Regions from separate parts of the Mus musculus genome. Here region 2 is linked to region 1. A link is a contact called in public promoter capture Hi-C data. All regions are on one chromosome and are shown on one strand. The core of a region is the stretch at or near the end of the contact, and the rest is flanking DNA. Distances in the headings are between cores, read along the strand shown.

What was found. Capture Hi-C pulls out chosen DNA fragments and counts their contacts.
Region 2: a contact with region 1 is called in a promoter capture Hi-C map of pancreatic islet. The contact joins two enhancer-like sites. A contact is called at or near these places in 2 of 484 Hi-C or Micro-C datasets (bone marrow-derived macrophages and peritoneal macrophages), 3 of 115 datasets of contacts at active chromatin or transcription factors (bone marrow-derived macrophages, heart atrium and large pre-B cells) and 4 of 9 other capture datasets (adipose tissue, embryonic stem cells, liver and 1 more).

Annotation. Positions count from the first base shown.
Region 1 is chr14:30,171,318-30,176,988 of GRCm38.p6, reverse strand. It overlaps Cacna1d (calcium channel, voltage-dependent, L type, alpha 1D subunit), which reads left to right. Exons shown (of 47, transcript NM_001083616.2): 8 at 5,590-5,671. Among named protein-coding and RNA genes, the nearest start is that of Gm52107, 50 kb to the left of the region's middle. Within about 2 kb of position 3,543, at least 12 of the 459 cell types and tissues checked have an H3K27ac peak or open chromatin away from gene starts, as enhancers often do. A contact at or near this core is called in pancreatic islet, where this site is marked.
Region 2 is chr14:30,340,493-30,346,163 of GRCm38.p6, reverse strand. All of the region lies in intron 3 of Cacna1d (calcium channel, voltage-dependent, L type, alpha 1D subunit), which reads left to right. Among named protein-coding and RNA genes, the nearest start is that of Cacna1d, 10 kb to the left of the region's middle. Within about 2 kb of position 2,218, at least 5 of the 459 cell types and tissues checked have an H3K27ac peak or open chromatin away from gene starts, as enhancers often do. A contact at or near this core is called in pancreatic islet, where this site is marked.

The DNA of each region.
Region 1 (5,671 bases), core at 2,294-4,793:
AGGGTCGGCTGCCTATCCTGATAAGTGAAGAATGAGCATCACCAACATGCTGTAGCTTGTTTGTCCTTCATCCCTATTTCTGATTGTTATAGGATCGTGTGTGATATGTGTGGTGTGTGTGTGTGTGTGTGTGTGTGTGTGTGTGTGTGTGTGTGGTGTTTGTGTGATATGTGTGTGTGTGGTGTTGTGATATGTGTGGTGTGTGTGGATGTGTGTGTGGTGTGTGTGTGTGGTATGTGTGGTGTGTGTGTGGGGTGTGTGTATGCACGCACGCGCATCTGTGGACACTAATGTTAATTATAGCCACAAACAATCCCTTCTCCTGGAGAAGGATGGGTATCATCAGGCATGCAGCTCCCAGCTTGGGTGGAGTGTCCATTTCACTTGTGTCTCCTAAGTCACAGCTCCTGAGCCGAGCAGAGCCTCCATTTCAGTCCCCCCTCGGAATGGCTGATAACTAGAGCATATCGTCCACAAAAGCCCAAACTCTGCTTTTCCCTCCCTCAAACAGTAGGGCAGTTTTTTCTTGTTTTAAAACAAGTGAACTCTGTGACTTCCTCAGCTCTGTCTTCTCCCTATCGTCACGGTGAACTGCCGCACTCTGATCCCACATCCTTGACGGATAGACGATTCCCTACTTTATCTTACATTTTTGCACATTGATTTTCTCACAATAATCTTCCTGTTGTCGTGCAGAGACAATTTCAGGACTGTGTGGCTACAGAAGAGAAAACTTCATGCACTCAGAAAGACCAGCTTCCACGTGCTTTTCTGAGAATGTTTCAGTGTCACCCATGATAATGAAATGCTCTACTGTTGCCACGACCATAACATAGTTAATAATTTAGCACTTGAATTACATCCTCTATGAATTGCATAACACCTCTATTATGATGGAGGGTGCATGTAATTCCTCAACATTACGCTAGTCTCTAGTCTCTATCCCTTCATAGATCTGAGATTTGAGATGGAGACAGGGATGTATGAAGATGCTGTGAGCATCCTCGGGGCCCTCCAGCAAGTGTCTCTCGTCCTTGATTGGAGGCAGGCATATGTGAACTTTTTAATGAAGCTTAACAGTAAATGTGTTTGGCCTTGCAGGGATGTGATCCCCATTCCAGCCATCAGTTCTGCTCTTGAGCCTGGAGCCAGCCATGGAGGAAGTGTAACTGGATGCTTATGGCTCTGTCTTGGCTGGATTTCCTTTATGGATCCTGAACTCTGAATTCCCTATGGCTTTCATACATCATAAAGTGCTTGCCTTTTTACCTTCTCCCACCCCACAACCACCTAAAAACATGAAGCCCATTTTTAGCTTTTGAGAATCATGTAAAAGAAAAACAGATTGTTCTTCAAGGTAGCTGAGGGACTGCTGTCATAGACAGTCTCCTAATTATTCTCTGACCTGCCAGTAGTTAATGGATCCTTGTACAACACTAGGGGGCAGCTGGGCAACGCCTTCCAGAGTGTTCTCTAAGACCTTATGGTATGAAGCACGTTGGGATGGGTTTTAATCACCGTTGACTACATTTATTAGCTCATCATAGAACCAGGCAGGAGCCAAGGAGCTAAGCTCTTCCAGTATTTTATGGGCCACAGTCAGCTGGAAGCCACTGTGCTCTAGGACAGAACATCTCGGCCCAGCACAGAGCCTGGCCTGGAGCAGGCGCTCAACAGATACTCACCACTAGTGTCCCTCTTCAACCTGACCGAGCCTTTTGCCTCGTCGGTGTGGATAGGCTGTGTCAGAGGATTTTGATCCACTCTCCTGGGACAGAAAGGAGATTCAGTTGTAAATATCAATTGCAAACAAATTTCTCAGTGTTTAGGTTTTTGTATACGGTAGACAAAGTCTTTGCCTCTAGACAAGTTTATATTTAGCCAGCATTCTCCCAAAATGCCTAGGCTGTAATTCTCAAGTCTCTCTGGCAAATGTCTGGCAGGGTCTTGGAAAGGGATGTGCACAAAGGCGCACCTGGAGCCGAGCTATTTGGAGACGTGGCAAGTTGGGATCATGGGCTTGGTGGGGAAATGTATTGCAGATTTTTCATCAAGTGAGCTTCCCAAACACATTTAAAGTGATGTTTGCCTCACACGGATGCCTTGCCCATGGAGATGGCAGTGCTGTGCAGAGAAAGAGCTGGACAAGGCAGGTTCTTGGGTCCCCTGGGCCTTCATGCCCTTGGCTACAATATGCACAGTTAGAGGGTCTTTTTTCCTTCAACTTAGAGGGTTTTGTTTGTTTGTTTGCTTGTTTGTTTTAGAGGAGATGTTTTGAATGTAGGAAGTTAATGGCAAAGGGTTGGTTTTAGGAGAGTGCTGTTTATCTGAGTGGCACCCTGTGTTAGCACCCAACTTTTTCTTCAGATGTACACAGGGCTATGAGCGTGCAGGCCGACCTTAGTCTGAAGTACTTGTCATCACCTGACAGCTCCTCTCAGTCAAAGCACCTGGGAGGGACATTCTTCTGTGCCCCCACAGCCAAGGCTTTCCTTCCCCACGGGCCATGCTCTGAGGCACTCTAGCAGTTTCCCAGGGTTAGGAAAGCAAAAGGCCTTATGCTTTCCCTTGACCTGAGACATACATGGGCACTTAGTCCCTTAAAATAAGAGAAAATTGAAGTAACCTAAATTGTCTTGGGTGCCAAGTGGCCCTCTATGATGAGACTTAAAAAAAAAAAAAGAATCTAAATCGAAATGCTTTCTCTCGGGCTGGTGCCTCCATCGTTGTGAAGAGCATGCACACAAAGCCCTGGGCAGAGAATGTATGTTTGATGTGGGTATGGGGATCAGCCTAGTAACTGTGAGGATGACCTATGTGTATGCATAGCTTTAAGGACTCAGCCTTCTGCTTGCTGTGCAGGGAGAAAGACTGGCCCTGAGCACTTAAGTTGCATCTCTTCGGGCAAAGAGAAGAGATGCTCCAGCCAGTTGTGCTTAGCTCCCGCCTCCCCTCAGTCCTCTCCAGCTGCCCTTCTGGGTGGCAGTGATTTGAGAATGTGCAAGTCCACAGAGCACCCCGTCCTAAGAAATTCAAATAAGATGTTCCCTCTGCAGTGGAACATACAGCTCTTATCAGAGCCCTACTCTGAAACTTGCCAAGGCCTGAGAAGGGCAGATGAGACAGATGGCCAAGCCAGCAGACTTTGCCAGTCTCAAGAGTAAGGTGTCTAATGGGAGCCCCGCACTAGGGCACTCTCTCCTCTGCCACGTATACACCCGGCTCCAGTGGAGGTTAGACATCTCTGTCACAGGTATTGATTTAAGGCCACCGCTCTGGCCACCACACCAAGCAGCCTGTTTCTTCCCTACATGTGGATTTTGAGATGGGTTTGGCAGTGTCGCTGCTCTGGAAGACTCGCCCTCTGCCTTCCTGCTGAAATTGGCTTATCCAACTTAATTAGATCAACCATTGGAGCTGTGGCCCCGGCTCATTCATTCCTCCAATTGCTGATGTGAAGATGGAGAGGGTTCTGTTAAGCACGTCAGTTTTCATGTGGCCAAACAGGTGTTCCGTAAGGGAGGCAATGCCCTCTGGAGAGTTCAGCAACAGATGTTAGGTCTTTTTGTGTGTGTGTGTGTGTGTGTTCCCTTTTCCTGTTTGGCTTCAGCATGAGGCAAATATTGTGAAATGCATGAGCCTTTCTGTAAAGCTAAAAGCTGGAAGCAGAAAACGTGCAAAAAGGCACAGGGCTTAAAACCCTGAGGGTTTGCACCTGCTAGACAAGAGCGATGGGCTTACCCTGCAGACCCTTGTCTAACTGAAAATCCAGGCTACTCCTGCAGAGGAGAGAATTTTCCTGGAGAAGATCTATGCTGTTACCTGGTTGGTCCTTAACACCCCCTTCCTCCTTAAGGAAGTGTTTAATATTCAGTTCATCCCACTGAACGCTGACCTGGGCTACTGGAAAGTCCCATCCAGCTACGATCCATAAAGCACTTGTGTGCAGGCTGCTCACTCCCAGCCATTCCCCAGGGAAGTCTGACGAGGACACCATGTCTGAATGAGCAGTTGAGTCAGGTGCTCCTCTGGCTCGGTCCTGCTTTTTTGAACAGCTTCCAGGTCAGAGTTGGAGTTCTTTTAATGGGTACAGCTGAGACAAACAAACAAACAAAACAACAATTCCCAATGTTATCCCTGAGCACATGTCAGCTAGTGGCCTTGGGAACATTTTCTTGCTTTTTTAGTTGTACTAAGTATTCATTCATTTATTCCATTTTTATCTAGTTTGCTGGCTGCAGATAATCCAAACCTACAGAAGGCTAGGCTCCCTTGGGTAGATAGTTAGGATGATTATCTCCAAACAGATGGTGATTATTTTAGATTTATTTATTTTGAGAGTGAGTCTCACTGTGTACCTGGCTGGCCTGAATTCGGTGTAGACTAGGCTAGCCATGCTGGATCAAAGGTGTGTGCCACCATGTCAAGCTAGTTTTTTTGGCTTTGTTTTGAAGAGCTTATAGAGTCAAATGTTGTAGGTTAGGACTTTTCCACCAAGTTTTAAAAAGCAGTTAGGACTGACTGGGACAGAGCATCAGCTCAGAATCAGAGAAGCAACTGGCTCCATCTTCTACTGAGGCTTGCCCTGGAAACTGCTCACCAGTACAGTGGCCTGAGCCAGAGCCAGATCTCCTTTCCCTACCTGGGACCAGGATTTGCTGTTTGGCCTGAAGCCTCTATGAGTCTTAGTGTGTGTATGTGCAGGCATGCTTGTGTGCTTGTGTGTATGTGTGTGCAGGCATGCTTGTATGACTCTGTGTGTGTGTGCCTGTGTGTGTTTGGAATGCGTAATGAATGTCTGCTGGCTGCTCTTGTCTCCATCTAAGTAAATGTTTAATCCAATGTATAGACTGTTCTCTCTAATGTGACCCTCTCCTCACTGGATTCCCCTATTAACCCACTCCTATGAGCCCATCTTATTTCTTACAGATGAATGATGCTATGGGATTTGAATTGCCCTGGGTGTATTTTGTCAGTCTCGTCATCTTTGGGTCATTTTTCGTACTAAATCTTGTACTTGGTGTATTGAGCGGGTAAGCTACATCTCTTTCATCTTGAAGGCAGAGTCCTGAGATCAGTTGCCAAGACCACGCAGGCTTAGAGGGACCGGTGGGTGGGTACCAGTTCCTTCGTATTGCTTTCTCTTCTGCTGAGGCTTCCGGAACCAAGCTGTTTCCTGGAACCTCACCAGCTACTATGAAAGAAAGCCACTGAGAGATTATTGACCAGGAATTAATTAATCAGTATTGTTGCTTGGGATTTAAATTTCCCTTGCTTGGCCTTTTGTCTGTCCTAAAATGAGATACATTTATAATTGCTTTCTTGGTCTAAATCCAAATACAATGCTCATTAATTGGCACAAAACTGCTGCTAAATGAGTGGTCTGGACTGACTTTGGAGAGTCTCTTCCTGAAGATTTCAGCATCAGGGTTTGCCCCGCCTAGAGGAAAACTGAGCAAGGGTACAAGCTCATTCAAGCCCTTGGAGCGCTGCCCTCCACCCAAAGCTCTGCGTGGTCCTGCAGCTGCATCCGGGGCTCTGTTCTTTAGTAAATGGATAACTGATAACTGATCTCCTTACCTTTTACAGGTTAATGATGCGATAGGATGGGAATGGCCATGGGTGTATTTTGTTAGTCTGATCATCCTTGGCTCATTTTTCGTCCTTAACC
Region 2 (5,671 bases), core at 969-3,468, 170 kb before region 1:
AAAAGCAGATTTCATTTTGTTTAAACTCAGCTAGTTATTGGAAGCAATTGGTTATGGATTCTTTAAACTTGTTTTTTGGCAGAAGACTTTAATATCATGGAACTAGTGTTTTATGGAACTTCCTTTGGGAAAAGTTGATAGAGTTTTTAAAAAGAAAGGCACTGAAAAACATTGGACTGAAATCTGGATCTTGCCCATTCAGCTGCCCACTGGGTGTATTGGGGGTGGGGTTCACATCTCAGACTCTCTCTGTATCGCCATTCACCCATGTGGCACTTAAGGAGACTGGCTAGGATCACTAGGATTATTTAAAAACCCCTGACATTCTGTTGTCTTTTTTTTTTTTTTTTTTTTTTTTTGGTGCAGAAGCCATTTCAGGTCCCTCCCTCCTCACTTGGCCTTGCAGCTTCCTTCTTGGAAGGGCTCATTCTTTATAGCCGGAAGCCGTGCAGAATGGTAGATGATGGAGGGACCCAGTGTTGGTAGCAAGAAGCTTGGTTCTCCCCCACTCTCTTCTTCTAGTTGGGTCCGTTTGATTTGGACTCTTGTGTGGAAGCTGGACGTTTTTAACCAAGCAAAGGCTGCAAAGACAAATGCCGTACACACTAACTTGTCCTGGTCAGGCAGAGCTTGGCTGGCAGCCAGAGACGAAGCTATGCTTTTATGAGTTTGGCTTTCATGGTTTATGTTCAGGATTTCTTATGACATTTTCAATGCTGTGTATATTTCAGGTATACCATGATGGCTGTATTTGGGTTTTGGCAGTTTGCTTTCTAAAGAATTAAAATTTTTGACTGTTATTCCTGAAAACTTTGGACTAATAGGAGCTCAACACACACACACACACACACACACACACACACACACCCTTAGCTCTGTTGTGAGAGATCACTTCTGGGACTTTGGACATTTTCAGTGACTTTTGGTTCAGTTGTAGACTTTAGATTACCATTTTCAGAAGGAAACTTGGTGTGGTGGAAAGCCTCCCTCAATGGAGATAGGTCACTGGAGTCTAGGCCACAGATGGTGTTAGCCTTGTTACCAAATTTAACGACACGAATGGTGACCCAGTTTGTTGCTTTTTTGTAGCTCAAAAGAAATGATTAAACAAACTTAGAAAATAAATACCTTTCAGAATGGCAGATTAATTTAGATCAATGGAATAATGAGTGTAGCTGAATGCATAAGCTAATTAATATTCTGACTTTTTTTTCCTCCTAAGGAAATTCAGGATACTAATTGAAACGTTGTCCGGCCATTTGGCTGTTTCAGCTAAGAAATGAGGAGATGGTGAACCCTCAGCTAGCTAACCCCCTTCTTCCCTTGTTGCCCTTCCCAGCGGGTGTTCTCCAGGCGGTTCTGAAGAACCCAGTTTGCTCTGAGGGAAGGCGGTTCATCACGGATTAGCGTGGCCGGCCTTTCCAAAAACCACCATATGTATTCCTTTGGTTTCTGCACTGAGAGTCTCCAACTCAGGTCATTAAAGTCTTGCTCTCACTTGGATGGTCACATGGTGCGATGAGTTTCTGCTCTGACTTCAAACGCTTCCTTTCCCACTACGGAGGGAGGCTTTGATGGACTTAGCCCTGACTCTGAGCAAGGTCCCATGCCATGTCTTTCCTCCCACCAGGGAGTCGGGGTTTTTTTATTTTTTTAATTTTTTATACATTTGACCCAATTTGCACCAAAGCGATTGCTCTATTTTTGGGATCAGTTTAGAGGCAGCCGAGCAAAGCTTCTTTTTCATCTGTAGTAAATACCTTTCATTTAATGTGAGTGACGACGCGAAGGGCAGAAGCTGACATGGGTGGCAAAGCTGGATGGATAGGGGCTCTGGCAAGTTTTTATTTTTAATTTTAATTTTTATTATTATTATTTTTTTTACCTGGGAGCTTGGCAAGGTTGTGTGTGTCAATCCCTTAGCCTGACATGCAGGGAGGAGCTTATGTCTGATGTCTCTTTCAGGTCACTAGTATGAAATAACTACTTTTGTTGGATAAGAAATGTGACCGTCCCCCAGAGTCTGGTCTGTGTTTGGTCTGTGTTGTGTGTAAACACATGTAGCTTTGGGGACTTGGAGACTACCTTGGTGGCAACAAGTTTTCCCAGAGTTAGCTTATCGTTATTATTATCTTTAAGCATGAATGCTAAGTCTCTATGCAGCTTTCATCTGTGTACTGCCAGGGCTGAGCGGAGGCTGAAGCCATGGAAACAGTGCAGCTCACTGGGTTCCCACAGTAAGAGCCCGCCCAGTAGCCGTATTCCCTCTGTTCCACTTAAAGTGTGGATCACGTCTTTTCTCTTCTTGCTGGCACCAAGGAGAGAGGCTCTTCTGCATCAGGTGTCAGAGTGGGGATGATTACAAATTCCAGATCCCTGGGTGGACATACTTCATTCATGTTCCGGCCTTCGATCACCCATAAGCAAACTGATGTGGTTGTACAGTGTACAGTCAGCGCAACTGTTCCTGGTCCTCCTCCCCAGCTGGCCGCTGCTCACTTCTCTGCCATGCTCAAACTGTCTGAAAGGAGGACCCCTCTACCCATTGAGAGCATCTTTGCTGCCTGCCCCTAACCTCACTTGGAACCATTGACAGCCCAGCTTCTCCACGGCTCAGCTTCCGTGTGCTTCTCTGTTTAACAAAGGGACATACGCAGACCATGCCTCATGAAATACAATTTTAAACTGAGCAACAATTTTGACAGGTCTTTGCCTTCATCTGTTTGTATTTTTATGGGGTTGATACTTTTACCTCTGTAAAATCCCTCCAATTATGAGATCATTTTTCTGGGGCAAACTTCTGTGGCCCCCATTGCCCACCGAGGAGAGGCCAGACACCGTGGCTTGGGACCACGTGACCTAGCCTGGTCTTTGTTGTCCAATTCTCTGCTCCTCAGCTGCACCGTCTCCATTTGCTCCCCCAAAGCTTCTGTCTCCTTCCTGTCCTTGTCTAGTACTGTTTTCCTCCCCTCAGATGACTCCTTGTAGGTGCTCAATAATCTCAAACATAAGTCTCCATATGATGAAGAGTTGAACAATCCTATTCCTCCCAAGGTAGTGAGCATGTTGTCTTATTCAGTAACCCACTTCCAGCTCCTCGCCCTGTGCCCGGCCCAGTGGTACATAGTAGATGTTCAGGAAGTTAGCATTTAGGATGCCAAGTGAACGGGTGTCTCGGGAGCAGCGCCCCTCCCTCCCCCTTTTCTGAGGCACACTGAGGAATTTCTTAGGTGAAAGGTCTCTGAGGACTGACTCTTCAGGAGCTCTCAGAGTTTGGGTTTGATGACAGGGTTCTTATGTATTTGGTGTTCTGGTTCCATGGTTCTAAGTAGCCGAGAGTGGTAGGGCCCCCGGTGGGAGCTTTGCTGGGGTGTGGACACTTGTCAGTGGGACTGGGGATAATACCACAGTGGCCAGGGATGCGGTGGGATGAGGTCCCGTGATTGCTTTCTCCCCGTGTGTCTTGTGGACAGTGTTGATTTGACAAGCTCACTGTATCTACATGGTCATGCGGTTTAGCCTCTCCTGGCTTTGCAGAGTATGGTGAGGTATAGCACAGTACCCCAAGTCACTTAGCCTGGCTTATGGGCTTGGCTCATAGGATGTGGGCTCTGCATCCACCCACTTAGGTCTTAGGTGTTAGTTCTACATTCATCTACTTAGGTTTTTGCTTTCTCTGTTGTTTCCGCATAGGCTGTACTTCTTATGGCCACGTGCCTAACCTGTAGCTGTTTGTCCAGGATAGCTCAAGTGCTTCCTCCTTGGCCCAGCCTTCTGTAACCCAGAGTACTCTCTGCCACCTACCCTCCCTGCCCATGTACACGCTGCTCCCTCGCTGGACTCTGCTTAGCATGATATACTTACTTACTTATAGGCATTGCCTTCCTTCTATTTTGTTTATTGCTGTAACGTGGGGTGGCTTGTGTGCAGTGGGTCTGCACATGGGCGTTGGGGGCACAGAGCCGGCCGTTCCATTGATCAGTTAATAGACTTTGGGTGAGACTGTAATAGGACTTCCTAGAGGCTTCAAATGAAGTCTGACTCTGGGCTGTAGCTCTGTGAACTTGGATCTGCACCTGGCACACAGTAGGCACGTCAGGAAACGCATGTCACATGACTGAGTAGATGCGGGAGTGAGCCCATGAGGACTCTGTGTGCCTTCAGAGACCATTAGTTAATTTTCAACAATTGGCTAATGATTAATGTGTTGCTGACTTCTTGTCCAATATTAATGAGATTACAGGAAACACCTGTCAGAGTTCACCTATAATTTCAGGATTGTGTCTTTGTTTCATGGCAAATTAAACTCTTCATCTCTGAGGCTCGGGGAGGGATGGCAGTGCTCTGCGGTCCTTTCTGAATCCTGCCATAAGTCGGCTCCTGCGTTCAGTGGCAGACAGAGGTTTCATGAGAATGATTTCTTTTGGGGGGCTTGCCACATTTCCTGTGAGGATTGGTGGAGGGAGAGTCACAAAAACAGCCAGAGTAGATGACTTATGGTTTAAAATATTGCCTAACGCTGGTCCCATCAGTAAGGTGTGGAGTGCTTCATCTCTTTCATTGTGTCACTTTGTTTTGACAAAGGACAGATTGTGAAGCTTGATCTTTTATTGAACGGAACTGACTTGAGCTGAGCAGGGTTTTGCAGAACGAGCATCCAGCCTTAAAGAGCCAGCGTCCCATTGTTAAAGTTCCTTCGGAAGAACTCTAGCAGCATCTTTTCTCCCTTGGCTTCTTCATTTATTTTAAGAAGCACATTTCACTGTTGCATTAGGCAGGAATCTCCAACAAGTCACCTTAAAGTGAGAATATATATGTGGGTGCACTAGAGGACTGGCCTGAGCCCTTTGGGTTATGCTCAGGTGGGTATAGCTGAAAGAGAAAGTGTGGATCTATGTGCCTGCTGTTGTTTCTTTTCTGTGGCATTGGGGGATCTATCCCAGAGTCTCAAGCATGGCACGTTGGGTCTCTATCACAGAGCCATACCCTACTGTGGTTTATTAACTTAGCCTAGAGAGTGAGCCCAGCCTCAGACACAGCTGGAAAGCCGGGTTTACAAGCAGCAGTAGGATTTCATTCAACCCATTGGACTTCTGAGGCCAGAGTCTCACTGGTTCCTGGAGAGCATCCTCACCGGCTGCCACATCCTTCTCCTTGGGTCATTGCAGGGAAGATGTGAGGAATACGCATCCCCTCCATAATTTCTGCTCAAGTTTAATATAGTAAAAATGCCTGGGAGGAGGCGGAGACCCTAGAAGCAGAGTGGTGGGCAGTCTGCCTCCTCTGACAGCTTTCTAATTTTTAACTGTTTTCAAATGTGACAAGTACCTGATTCAGAGGGAACACTTTGCCTAGTGGTGAAGACATTTGTATCTTGATAAATACTGGCGATTGAAGGAGAGCCCCTAGATAGACCCCAGCAGCTCCTCACCGAAGAAAGGTCCTGAGGAGTGACACAGGTGATAGAGACTGTGCCCATGTTGCTGCTGACTGTGTGTAAGCACTGTGGCAGAGATGTTGGTACAGTGTCCCCGGCCCAGCAGGAGCTGGAAGGCCACCTGGGAGGGGCCTTACAATCCCACTTCTGCCTCCATTAGAAGTTGCAAGATGTGCACTTCAAGTCCTGTTCTGTTCATGTGGTGGGTGTTCCCTAGCCATTGTACACTAGGGA